2 separate regions of the Mus musculus genome follow, and region 1 is linked to region 2. The links are chromatin contacts, called in public HiChIP or PLAC-seq maps. All regions are on one chromosome and are shown on one strand. Each heading gives the region's core, a stretch centred on a gene start, on an enhancer-like site or on the middle of the called end of the contact. The rest is flanking DNA. Distances are from core to core; before and after follow the strand shown. Region 1 overlaps Myh11 (myosin, heavy polypeptide 11, smooth muscle). Region 2 overlaps Pdxdc1 (pyridoxal-dependent decarboxylase domain containing 1).

The links. HiChIP or PLAC-seq counts read pairs in DNA pulled down with a chosen protein or histone mark.
Region 1: a contact with region 2 is called in an Esrrb HiChIP or PLAC-seq map of embryonic stem cells, with 7 times the contacts expected there. The contact joins two enhancer-like sites. A contact is called at or near these places in 1 of 15 datasets of contacts at CTCF or cohesin (the NIH/3T3 cell line), 1 of 484 Hi-C or Micro-C datasets (bone marrow-derived macrophages), 3 of 115 datasets of contacts at active chromatin or transcription factors (all in embryonic stem cells) and 4 of 9 other capture datasets (adipose tissue, embryonic stem cells, liver and 1 more).

Annotation. Positions count from the first base shown.
Region 1 is chr16:14,192,558-14,198,835 of GRCm38.p6, forward strand. It overlaps Myh11 (myosin, heavy polypeptide 11, smooth muscle), which reads right to left. Exons shown (of 41, transcript NM_001161775.1): 41 at 1,970-2,627. The coding sequence ends at 2,495. It overlaps Nde1 (nudE neurodevelopment protein 1), which reads left to right. Exons shown (of 9, transcript NM_023317.2): 9 at 1-371. Among named protein-coding and RNA genes, the nearest start is that of Nde1, 32 kb to the left of the region's middle. Within about 2 kb of position 1,839, at least 17 of the 459 cell types and tissues checked have an H3K27ac peak or open chromatin away from gene starts, as enhancers often do. A contact at or near this core is called in embryonic stem cells and liver, where this site is marked.
Region 2 is chr16:13,865,390-13,871,951 of GRCm38.p6, forward strand. Pdxdc1 (pyridoxal-dependent decarboxylase domain containing 1) reads right to left here. Exons shown (of 23, transcript NM_053181.3): 8 at 4,414-4,492. It also overlaps the pseudogene Gm19150. Among named protein-coding and RNA genes, the nearest start is that of Pdxdc1, 34 kb to the right of the region's middle. Within about 2 kb of position 2,607, at least 98 of the 459 cell types and tissues checked have an H3K27ac peak or open chromatin away from gene starts, as enhancers often do. A contact at or near this core is called in embryonic stem cells and liver, where this site is marked.

The sequences.
Region 1 (6,278 bases), core at 589-3,088, 330 kb after region 2:
GCCAGCTCGTCTCTCATCTCTGGGGTGTAGCGCTGCCCCACACTTCAGTGCACAATGAGAAAAGCACACTAATACCAGAGCTTGGCACCCTTCACTGGCTACTAACTTATTTTCTAGTTGATGGGTAAAACTGGCCTAGAGTTGGACCTAGAACTTTTCGTGTGCTACTGACATTACAAGGTGATTTTAAGCTGCTGGCTATTTGTTCTCCTTAGACATAATAACCTGGGGAAAGATGGACTTTATTTTTTATAAGAAATAAAATAAAACCAAAAGAAATCCCTGCTCAATAGATGTGCGTCCTTTCATGTCTGTGCACAGGGCCATGAAGTTTGTTTTTAACCAAGTAATAAAATAATTGAACAAAAAAAGTGTTTTGTGCATTGTATATGTAGTTGTTTGTGTGGATTTGTAGAAACGAGTACACATGTATGGGAATCAAGCCAACATCTGGTGTCTCCCTCAATTGTATGTGTGGTGTATGTAAGTAAACAATTGTATGTGTGGTGTATGTAAGTAAACAACTGTATGTGTGGTGTATGTAAGTAAACAACTGTGTGGTGTATGTAAGTAAACAACTGTATGTGTGGTATATGTAAGTAAACAACTGTATGTGTGGTATATGTAAGTAAACAACTGTATGCGTGGTGTATGTAAGTAAACAGTTGTATGTGTGGCGTATGTAAATAAACAGGTTTGCACACATATGCACAGAGATTGATGTTTAGTGTCTCCTCCCCCTTTTTTATTCCATTCATTTACATCTCATGATATCCCACTTCCCAGTTACCCTTCCACAAGCCCCCCCATCTCACAGCCCCCATCTCCTCCCTCCCCTCTGCCTTTATGAGGGTGCTGTCTGTCTTCTTTCCACTTTAGTTTTAAGCCTGTATCCACCGTTAGGTTAGGTTTTCCTCCAGGGTGGGGTTACAGAAGTGTGCCGCCATGCCCAGCTTTTATTTGGGTTTTGTGGCTCTGAACTCAAAGCCTCATACTTGCAAAGCAAGCACCTTGCACACTGAATCTGATTTGTAAAAATCTCTATTGAAGTCAGCTTTTCAGCAGTGATGTCAGGGAAATGTTTGTCAGTCATTCCAGCTATAGCAGCAATCGGCAGGGGATTGATTGGCTTTTCAGCTTTTCAGTATTTCCTATCTTTTTTTTTTAAATCTGTTGAGTCGGGCTTTAGGAAAGTTTGCATGGCTAGAACTTTTGCCAAGCATGTCTCCCTGTCTCCCTTAAGCACTGTAGTTGGAGAATTAAAGGGCCCTGGCCTGCTTCTGTAGGGTTTTCATGCTAAGAACACTTTTCTTAAATGGTTGTTGGGGGTAGGGTGAGATAGCCTTGGAGTTATGGTCAGCCCTGCCTCAGCCTTCCAAGCCCAAGGATTATGGACATGGGCCACCATGCCCTAAGTGGTTTTTGCTTTTTGTTTTGTTTTTAATGGTTTTGCGCATTTTGTTTGAAGATGAATGTGTTATAGAGGCAGATGTGGTCTACAAATCTGAAGTATTTAAGTCCATTATTTGTGCGTGAGAGAGTATATGCCCCAACACTCATGTAGTGGTCAGAGTACACCTAACTTTATGTGAATTCCAAGGATCAAACTCAGGTCATCAGGCCTGCACTGTGGGTAGTGAGCAGCAGTCCTAAATACTGCATGTCTGGCCTTAATAGAGGTGTCCTGCTGACCCCCTCTGCTAGGCCAAAATACTGTATTGCAATTTAAACAGATGAAAGAAACTTTGTACTTAAAATATTGGTTGAATGTGCTGCCCTCAAAAGGCTTGGGTCCAGAAGTACCATGGACTTTGTGTTTGGGGGATGCTGCGATCTTTGTGCAGCTTGGACACAGGGCCCAGTTCTAAACACAGAATTCATTTGGGCTTCGTGTACACTTTCTTGTAGTGGGATCACTGAGAGGATTAAACGAGTTGCCAAGACAACAGCTGGACAGAAGAGCCAACTCCTTTCTCGTGACTTACAACCTTTTATTAGTGAAAGTGACCATGGGTGCAAATAAGTGTGATTGCTCTGCTCCGCTCGCTCTGGGAGCAGTGTTTCTTTTTTTAATTCAGATGACTAAAAAAGTCACTTGGGCGAAGTGAACTGTGTGTCTGAGGTGTGGCAGGCAGGAAAGGGAAGGGAATTTTCAAACGGGATTTCCTCCCAAACTGGAAGGTCAGGCAGGTCAGGGAAAGGTTGGGAGTGGGTTGGGGGCTGTGGCACCCATTCATGTAACTTCCTCATTTCATGTAAACAAAGTTGCTGGTGACTGTGGCTCCTGACCTGTACGTCTTATTTGGATTTTTCTCTGATAGCCCATCTAAGAACTTGAATTCACACCCTTTGTGCAGGGCTGTGGTTGACTCCTGGTGAGGGGTGGAGTGATTTCTGTGACTTGAGAACGAATGGACACAAGTGCTAAGCAGTCTGCTGGGCTCTGCTGTCGTTTAGTGTTCTGTTTTCCCTGACATGGTGTCCAATCCTGAATTTATTCACTGGCTTTGGTTCCATTGAAGTCTGAGTCCCGAGCGTCCATTTCTTCTTCAGAACCATCTGTGTTTTCAATAACTCTACGGCCCCCAGCCCTTCTGGAAGGAACAAATGAAGCCTCGTTTCCTCTCCTATGGGTTTGAAACAGAAAATACACTTGTCTTTAGTAAGAAAATCTCCCAGTGATTGGAAGAGGCAAGATCAAGGTGAGATCAAACACACACTCAACATGAACGAGTCACAAACAAATTCAGGGTGAGTCCTATCTATTCATTTGGCATGGGATTATTGGTTTTAAAATATTAAAATAGGATTCTGGTCTTGTGTTGGGTTGGGAAAAGAAAAAGGCCAAAACAGGTGTAGGGTAGCGCACAGGCCTGGTGTCATCAGGTAGAAGGTTGTAAAATTATAGATAAAACAGCAGGCCTAGTGCTGTTTTATCTATAATTTCCCACAGGAATAAAAAAAAGGCATGATTTTAGGTTTTCAAAGTGGAGAGGGAGAGTTTCTCAGAGTACAAGCTTTAGTTGAAGGGTGACACAGCGCCATCTGCTGGTGTGTAGCTTCCTGCTCTGAGATTCCCCCATGGTAGAGAGATGGTGTCTAATTTGAGTGTATTTTCCTCATCATGGTCACATGATGCAGAACACAAAGTAGATGTTCAAATGAATAGTTGAAAAATTGTTAATCTGAGGTACATTTTTGTTCTAGTGGGCAGGACAGCCCTGAATCTTCACTACTCCAGCTTTCAGCCTCTGCATGTCCCACCCATCCTGGCTATCCAAGTGGCTGATTTTACTGGAAAGGCTAGATATATAGCATGCAGCCTTGGGCAAGAGAGGAAAGTGGACAGAAAGGGGGACAGGTCAGTTTACTTGAAGCTAGCTTTTGCTATCACAAAAGGTTATGTGGATTTTCAGTGACCTAACACATGATCTTGTTGGGTCAGCACAGCCCTGTTTGACCTGAATGTGAATACAGGTGCTAACACATTTTAGTACAGTTTAGAAAACCAACATTGGGTAACAAAAGCAACTTGCTGGCCATAAGGAGGCTGGAGGGAGAAGCCATGATGGTGTGCCCACCCACTGACCCATTCTTTTCCCCAAAGGAACACATTAGACAGGTAATACACAGCAGATAGGGGCCTCCCTGTGTAAACACTTTGGGGTTTTCTTGAGATGTAGCAATCAAGAATAAATGCTTAAAGTTGTAGCCACTCCCAGAATAAGACACTGGGGCCAGCTTCAGAGGGCCATTTCAGAAGGGCTTCTTCTCTTGAGAGGGTGAAGGGCCTGGACTGTGGTATAGAGGGATGACAGTCAGTGCCCCTCTCCTCATGGCTACACTTTGGCTTCTGAACCCAATGGGTGGTGTCCTGGGGCTAGAAAGAGTGTCTAAGTCTACATTAAGGCTCTAGACACTTTTTGCCGTTTGGAACAGTTTATATTTGTTGACTCAAAGGGTTTATCCCTACATTTCAGAAACAAGTCATACCCTCTCATCAAGAGACTACAGCGGCATTGTTCCAGCTCAGGGATCACTATAGGAGGAAGCAGTTCTAAATCCAAGACAAAAGGTTGATACCAACTCTCAGTTATAGGGCTCCTGAAACACAGGTTTGCTTTAAAACCTCCAGGGTCTCATTCTGGAGAACTGTGGATCTTTCCAAGCACTAATAACCTAGTTTATTCTAGGTGCTGTGAGAAGTCTCCACAGGAAATCAGACTTTGTTTCCTGCTGACTGGGGGCTCCTCTGATCCCCCTTGTATCCTTGGGGATGCTCTCTGCAAGACCTCCATAATTTAAAGTATTTGACAGCAAGAGCAAAGTTGAAACTCTACAAAGAACAGGTGGCTCTAAGCAAGGATATCCTTGAGCTCAGCATGAGATACTGGGGACTCCATTGAGCCATTGTTGCCTGGATACACTATGGAGGAATAAAGGTGCTTAAAATCCTAGGGAAGCAGACGCCTCCTTTTGACAAAGGCTCCATGTGCTTTGAGTTTATTCTCCTATCTCTGGACATGTACATGCCCATGAGGCCTCCAGAAAAAGTTCCTACAGTTGGTGTCCAATTCCCACCCTCATGCACTGAAGATGCAGTAAGCTGTGAGCCCCAGTTCAAGCCGTGTGAAGCCCTGGCATCTGTGCTGGGGCAGGGAGTGCTCATGTCCTTTGACAGGACATGCTGAACCATGAGTAGATGAGTTTCTGGGCTGCGGTCACTGTGGCCCTGGGCTTATTTTATTCTGGAATCGTGACCCAGTCAGTTAGAAACCATGTCCATTCTTTAGGGGTGTGTGCAAAGAGTAAGATGCCATATGTACTCCACGGGGTGTCAACCTTACAACACGATGAGAGTCTTGACAGTGTAATAGTGGCTCCGCATGCAGGTAAGAGTAATCCCAGCAAAAGCACAGTTGGTAAAGTGCGTGTTTACCATGCACGAAGCCCTGGGTTCCGTCCTCAGCATCACTTAAAAGAGTATAGCAGTACACACCTGTCATGTATAGCAGTACACACCTGTCATTGTAGCACTTGGGAGGCAGAAACAGGAAGATTTGTAGCTCAAGGCCAAACTGAGCTACATCAGACGCTGTCTCAAAACAACAAACCAAACTAAAATAACAACAAAAACTCCAACATGCAGTATTTTTAAATCTCATGGAGATGTGATCAGAGTGTTTTGCTAGAAGCCATGTTTGACAGAATGCCAGAGGGAAGGACAATGACTAAGGGATGAGGTCTGCTTACATTCCCAGCTCTGAACTAAGCCAAGCCTTTAGAGTTGGGGGGTGGGGGAGTGTCTCACAGAAATTTGCAAGGACTTGGAAAGGGGAAGACACAGGAAAGGGGTGCAGGGCACAGAGGGATGGGGACACAAAGGAAGGGGTGCTGGGCACAGAGGGATGGGGACAAAGGAAGGAGTGCTGGGTACAGAGATATAAGGGACAGTGTGACACACGAGCTGTAAAGCTGGAGGCACAAGGTACCTGGTGGCTCACTGCGAAGTTTCCTGTGGGGGGGGCCCTCTGAAACAGAGAGAGTCCCCAGAGGTTACCATCCACACTTGGGAAGGAGCCAGTTAACTATGTTAAGGGCACTAGCTTCAGCTTCAATCAAGTAATGAAAGGTACTTCTCAGTCAACATGAACCAGAGAGCCAGCCTGGAGAAGTTGACACTCTAAATAAGGACAGACACCATTTGAACTTCCTTCCTCCTGAGTCACTTGAGAAACACTTAGAAGTTCCAGCATTGCATAAAGGTAAAGAGGCATCAAAAAAAAAAAAACAGTCTGAAAGATCCGTGTTAGACCATAGACCAGAATGCATGTGTGTGGGTGTCGTCTTCATGAACATTGCCTACCTTGTATTTTTCAGACAGGGTCTCACTGGCCTAGAGTTCACTAATTGGACTATGCTTCCTGGCCGGAAGTCCCAGGAATTCTCCTGTTTCTGCCACCCCAGCATTGGGGGTACAAAAATGTGCCACTATACCCAGCTTGCTTACAGGATTAACTTTGGGTCCTTGTGCTAAAAAACAAGCCCTTTAACCAAGTAAGCCACTGTCCTAGCTTGGTCTCTGTTACCTTTGGTGGCAGCTAAGTGGGAAGTGATGGGCAACATGGGAAATGCTTGTGGCATGTAGAAAGCCATTTACCTGGCCAGCAGCACTAAAACTTGCCCATTGATTTCTTGTCTTTTGTTAGGGTTTGCCAACCTCACACAGCTCTAGTGTATGAGTTCATGCTTCTGTGGACCTAGACTTAGAGAATATA
Region 2 (6,562 bases), core at 1,357-3,856:
TTAACAAGTTACTTTGCTCTTTTCTTTTAAACGTTAGGAGGCACATGGAACTGGAGAATTTGGCTGCTCCGTTTTATTCAGCGACTGCACAAATAAGAACAGCAGTCTCCCCGCTACAGGTGGCTGGGCTGGTAGATACTAGCTCTAGTAGATTCAATTTCCTTTATATCTTGCAAGTCTGGATTCCAGAAGAATAATGAGGAACCCACAGGTGAAATTTAACAGTGAAGCTACATTCAGTTACATTCTGTTAATCTTTGCTATTTGCATAGACTAAAGACAGTTTGCTAAATGGCACTGAAAATCCTGACCCAGGTGACATGACTTAGTCCAAATGTTTCTGACTAAAGAAATTATACAACAATATTTATAGGCTAACTTTTAAAGAGATGGTTGACATTAATACTGTACATATTTTACATATAAAATAGGTCCAGGCATTATTACCTCTGAGAGTGTCATGTAAGCACTTGTGATGGTTTATTTGCTGGAAGCAGCAAAGAATTATACAAAACAGTCCAGTTTCTCTGTTGTGTTTAATACATGGAGAGATTGTAGAGAATCATGAGAAAACAAAAAGACAGAAAATGTCAACCTGTGGGTTTCTTTAAAACACCCGGAGTACATGACCTCTGCACCAAAACAAATATAAAAGATCTGGATGATCACGCTTGGTTACACTACATAATTTAGAATGAGTACTACTGGCTGAGTTCTTCTGCTTTGGAAGCTAATGTTTTTAGTTCTGCTGCACCAGTGGCCCAAGATCTTATCTCATTTTCAGAGCGGCACAGTTTTCCTTACAGGCAAGGGCCCGCCCATTTCAGCAGCAGCATTACACCTTAAAGGTTAACAAGTGACAGAACAAATGTCTTAACTCTACTTTACTGTTTTATGCTTGCCAGTTAGAGTATTTACAAAAGGCTAATAGTGATAAAGATCTTTCCCTCCTCTCCTCCCCCGTCACTTCCTCCAGGACTTCATGGAGGAAGTACAGGTACTTTTATGGGGTGATCAATTTTGAGTGAGCACAAAGATGAGGTACAATAATTCTTGGCTCGAATGTTCTAGTTCCCCCACAGCTAACTTAACTGAGAAGTTGCTTACTGACAGTCAAGACAGTGTCTTAGGCCTAGAACAGCCAAAAAAACTGCCATTTTATCCAGGGGATAAAGTGATCACTGACTGGCACCCAAGGTTAGAGTCTAGTCCTGTGGTAAACAATGTTGTCAATAAATCAGAAACTGAAAATATATTTAAAGAACACTCGCCATTGAGGGAAATGTGGCCCCTAAGATTGTCTATGTCAAAGAAGGGAAGTAGCAGCTGAATGTGCTAAGTAGATTTCTATAAACACAGTTTCAGGAGGAGCTGTGCTGAGCTTTTCCCTAAAAAAACCCAGCTCACTCTTTCACATCAAATCACTGTGGCCGAGAGGAATCGGTCATAGTACATTGACTGTGACATAATTCTGGCTGTGAACAATTCTTGGAAATAGGAAGCTGAAGTGCTTTGTCAAAGGCGACTGCCCATACAAAACCAGCCAAATCTGCAGTTTACAAAGGAGAATACAACGCTCTTAAACTTAAGTTTTGGAGATTCATTCCTTCCTTCCTTCCTTCCTTCCTTCCTTCCTTCCTTCCTTCCTTCCTTCCTTCCTTTCTTGTTTTCGAGACAGGGTTTCTCTATATAGCCCTGGCTGTCCTGGAACTCACTCTGTAGACCAGGCTGGCCTCGAACTCAGAAATCCACCTGCCTCTGCCTCCCGAGTGATATATTTCTTTAAATACTAAGAATTTTTCATTAATTTCCAACAAAGATTTGGTGCCTATTTGATACTGCAAGAAAAAATAATTAGGGCAGAAAATATACCAAACAACTAGTTGATCTGTCAAAATAAAGCACAGAATGTTAAGTGGACAAAAGTGAAAATGTTAAAAATGTTATAAAAGTGAAAACCAAAGTAATGGGGTACAATGAAGGCTTTTAAAAAAATTACACATGTCTTTGGCATCTTAAAATATTTTTGTTATTTTGTTATTTATTTTAAAAGACTTGAAAGCAGATGAAATACATGCAAATTATTTGAAATCCCTGCATAGCAAATACAGAGTTTGCCAGCAGCAGTCAGATGTGTTAGAAGAAAAGTGAAAGAGCCTCTCCTGTGGCAGAGCCCCACACGATGGGGGAGGGGCTCAACCCTCTACCGTGTACTGGATGGCACCCCAGAGGGCTGTGCAGCAGTCACAAACAAGGCATTGTTATCTGGGAGGGAAGGGACCGAGGAATTTCCATTGGTCGAAAACATCCCATCTTTAGTTTTTCCAGATACTCTGCGTGGACTGAACCTTGATTGCATCTTTTACTTTGAACCACTCTCTCTTTCTTCCTATATTCCCAGTCTTCCATTATTTCAGTAACTGTCAGAACATAAACATATGTTCTGTGCTTCTGGTCTTGAATCTGCTCAAATATTCCTAGGAGTCTGCCTAATTTTCCTTTGACTCCAACCTTTTCATACACTTCACTCAAAGCAGCAGTGCCAGGCTCCTCCTCTGGCACCATCCCTCCTCTGGGGACAATCCACTGGACTGCTACTCAACAACTGCACCTCATCCTCCTACCCACTGCGGAAGCACAGGCAGGCCGCCCGCTTCTTGAAGCCCTCGCGGTCCTATGTCCGCGTCTGGTTGTTCTAGAATTTCATCATGGAGCTGGGCTCCTGCAGCCTCTGCTCTGGCCGCCACCGTGGAGACCTGGCCGCCGCCACCCCGCCGGGTGGTCGCCGAAGGAAGTCGTGGTGCTTGAGCGCCGGTAGGACGGCCGGCGACATGGCCGGCGAGGCCGGGCGTCCACCGAGACCCAGGGTGGAACGCGGGTCACAGCAGTCGGGGGGCAGCGGTGGAAGCGCCGCCTCTGTCCCGGCGCCCGCCGCTCTCCTTGGAGCCCGCTGCCGCTCGCAGGGGGAAGAGCATGGCTCGAGGGTCGTGCCACAAGGAGACAGTTGGAAGCAGCAGTGCAGACCTGGCAGAGACGCCCTCTTTCTTTCTTTTTTGGTTTTGTTTTAAGATAAGCCATTGCAGTGTAGTCTTGGCTGGCCTAGAACTCATTATGCAGAGACTATGACAGGGCTTGTTTAGGGAGAAATGACTTACTGACATCAAGTCTCTAACATGTATGCTCTAGTACATTTGGGCCTTTTTTTTTTTTTTTTTTTTTTTGGTTTTTTGAGACAGGGTTTCTCTGTGTATCCCTGGCTGTCCTAGAACTCACTCTGTAGACCAGGCTGGCCTTGAACTCAGAAATCCGCCTGCCTTTGCCTCCCAAGTGCTGGGATTAAAGGCGTGCGCCACCTTTCAGGAATACACTGTACTTTTCAGTGCATAGATATTATACATATTTTTATTAAATTTATTCACTAAGTATTTTAAATTTATTAGCCTGTGTATAATAAGCGTGTGAGATGTGTGTGTGCCCACATGCCATGGCACCAATGTGGAAGTCAGAGGATAACTCATGGAGCGGATTCTTTCTTTTCACCCTCATGAGTTTGGGAAATTGAACTCTGGTTGTCAGATATATATCATCAGGCAATAAGCACCTTTACCTGCTAAGTCACCTTGCCCCATTTTCATGATTTGGTTTGGTATTTTGAGGTAAGGTTTCTCTATGTTGCCTTGACTGTTCTGGAACTAGCCCTGTAGACCAGGGGCTCTTGAACTCACAGAGATCTGCCTGTCTCTGCCTTCCAAGTGCTGAGATTAAAGGGATGCAATACCACTGCCTAGACTAGTTTCATCCTTTTTGATGCTATCATAAAAGACATTGTAAATTCAACGTTATTTATTGCATTTATTTTGTATGTACACGTGGGCATACATACAAGAGTGCAACCGGATGGACAACTTTCAGGGTTCTGTTCCCTCTTTACCATGAGATGGAACTCAGCCCATTCAATTTAGTGGCAAGCATCTTTATCTTCTCAGCTATCTATCTTGTTGGCCTTAAATTAGATTTCTATTTGTTGGTTGCTAGATAGAAATCTAGAAATTTTATTAGGTTCACAAATTAGTTCTAGGAGCTTTTCTTTAGTTGCTTTAAGAGCATCTCACCTTGAGTTGGAGGCCAGCCTGGTCTACAAATCCAAGTTCCAGCACAGGCAAGGCTATACAGAGAAACCCTGTCTCAAAAACCAATCAATGAAACAAAGAAACAAAACCAAGAGTGCCTCACCTTGATGGAGGGTCATCTCACTTTTTTAACATCAGCACTTACAAGGCCAAGGCAGGAGGACAACTATGAATTCCAGGCCAGCCTTGGCTATAGAACTGAGACCCCATCTTGACAACACAAGATCCTATCTCGTAGGCCAAGTACTCAGTGGCCTTGTACATACTAGATTATGATACCTACCAGCATTTGCAACAAGCAGCAAGGGCAGTCTTCCTCTTTCTACGTCATCTTTGATCAGTTTCTCGAGAAAGGCAACGTCCTAGGACCAGCAAACAAACCACAAAAATATAAGACAACCAGTATAAAAAGTGTACACTGATAAGCTATGACTGTGTGTATGTATACACACAAATGCATGTACATATGGTTACTAGAACACATATGTATGTGCATAGGGGTCAAAGGTCCAGCTCAGGGTTGCTCCTCAAGAGCCAATTAGCTTATTTTTTGAGACAGTGTCTCACTGACCTGGAGCTTGCTGATAGACTGTGCTGGCTATACAGCAAGGCCTATGGATTAACCTGACCTCATCTCCCAAGCATGAGCCACTATGTCTGACCCTAAGGTTTTTTTTTAAAAGATTTATTTATTTATTATATGTAAGTACACTAGTTGTCTTCAGACACTCCAGAAGAGGACGTCAGATTTTGTTACAGATGGTTGTGAGCCACCATGTGGTTGCTGGGATTTGAACTCTGGACCTTCGGAAGAGCAGTCAGGTGCTCTTACCCACTGAGCCATCTCACCAGCCCCCCTAAGGTTTTTTAGTTTAGTTTTTTTTTTTTTTTGTTGTTGTTGTTGTTATTTTGAGACAGTATCTCACCATGTAACTCTGACTGGCCTGAAACTTGCTATGTAGACCAGGCTGGCTTTGAATTTATGGAGATTCACCTTCTCTACTCCTCAAGTGCTGGGATTAAGAATAAGTGCCACCACACCAGTGATTTTTAAAAGGTGAGTTCCAGGGATTGAACTCTGGTCCTCACGTTTTCTTGAAAAGCACTTTACCAGTTGAGCTCTCTCCTATCCACCACCAGTTTCATAAGGCCTAGACTGGCTTTGAAGTTCTGATTCTTGCTTCCACCCCCTGAAAGTGCGTACCATGTTTGGTTTTACATGGTACTCAGGATCAAACCCAGGGCTTTATGCACACTAGGAAGCACTACAGAGACCTAAGCTAATGGTTAATGAAAAACTGTGACTTCTAAAAGCACAGATGACTCAAAATTAATAACTCAAATCATTTTTTTATGTTAGGATAACTATTTACTCATGAACTTCAGATTTAAAACATTAAAATCGATTCAGCTTTATTAATACGTGTAAGAAAAGTATTTTAAAGCCACTGTATGCTACCTGGACAAAATGCATATTAGAAGCACTCAAAAACATTAGTTTTCTTGTGATTTAAAAATTTAAGAGTTCTGAACTTTTATTTTATTTTATTTTAGGCAGGGTCATATATATATATAAAATAATAAAATAAAAACTACTCCTATAATATTACTCAATGTTCACATGAAACACATTTACAACCTTTCCAAGAAGAGATTTTTTTTAAATCTCTCTTTGGTATCACTGAGTTATTTTTCTCCTATTTATTAATATTAAATTATTAATATTAAAGTATGCCTCCTATAGAAATTTTACACGATTCAAATAAATTTTTTATAACAATTCTGCTTTCCATAATCACAGATGACAAAAATCTGTATTCCTAATAAACTAATTAGAAATATTAAAAGAGATTAAAGGTGAAAACTTTACATATACAAGACCAATATTTCTAGTTTTAAATATTTACATTAGCTGGGAACTGGTACTGGTGGCAGAGGCACAGTCCTTTAATCCCAGCACTCAGGAGGCAGAGGCAGGTGGATGGATCTCTGTGAGTTCAAGGCTAGCTTGGTCTACAGAGTAAGTTATAGGACAGCCAAAGGTACCCTGCCCTTTTTTTTTTTTTAAATATTTATTTATTTATTATATGTAAGTACACTGTAGCTGTCTTCAGACACACCAGAAGAGGGCATCAGATTTCGTTAAGGATGGTTATGAGCCACGATGTAGTTGCTGGGATTTGAACTCAGCACCTTTGGAAGCGCAGTCGGCGCTCTTAACCGCTGAGCCGTCTCACCAGCCCGGTACCCTGTCTTGAAAACCAAAACTAAACAAACAAAACATTTACATGAAAAGAAAGTAATTTCTCATTCCCCACAGACAAGTAAACTATTTTGAAAATAGAAATGCAGAATCCTAGAGTTTTCCCTTCCTTTCTGCTTCAGTGTCAAGATATTTATCTCTTGCGTGTGTAAAAACTAACCCTAAGATT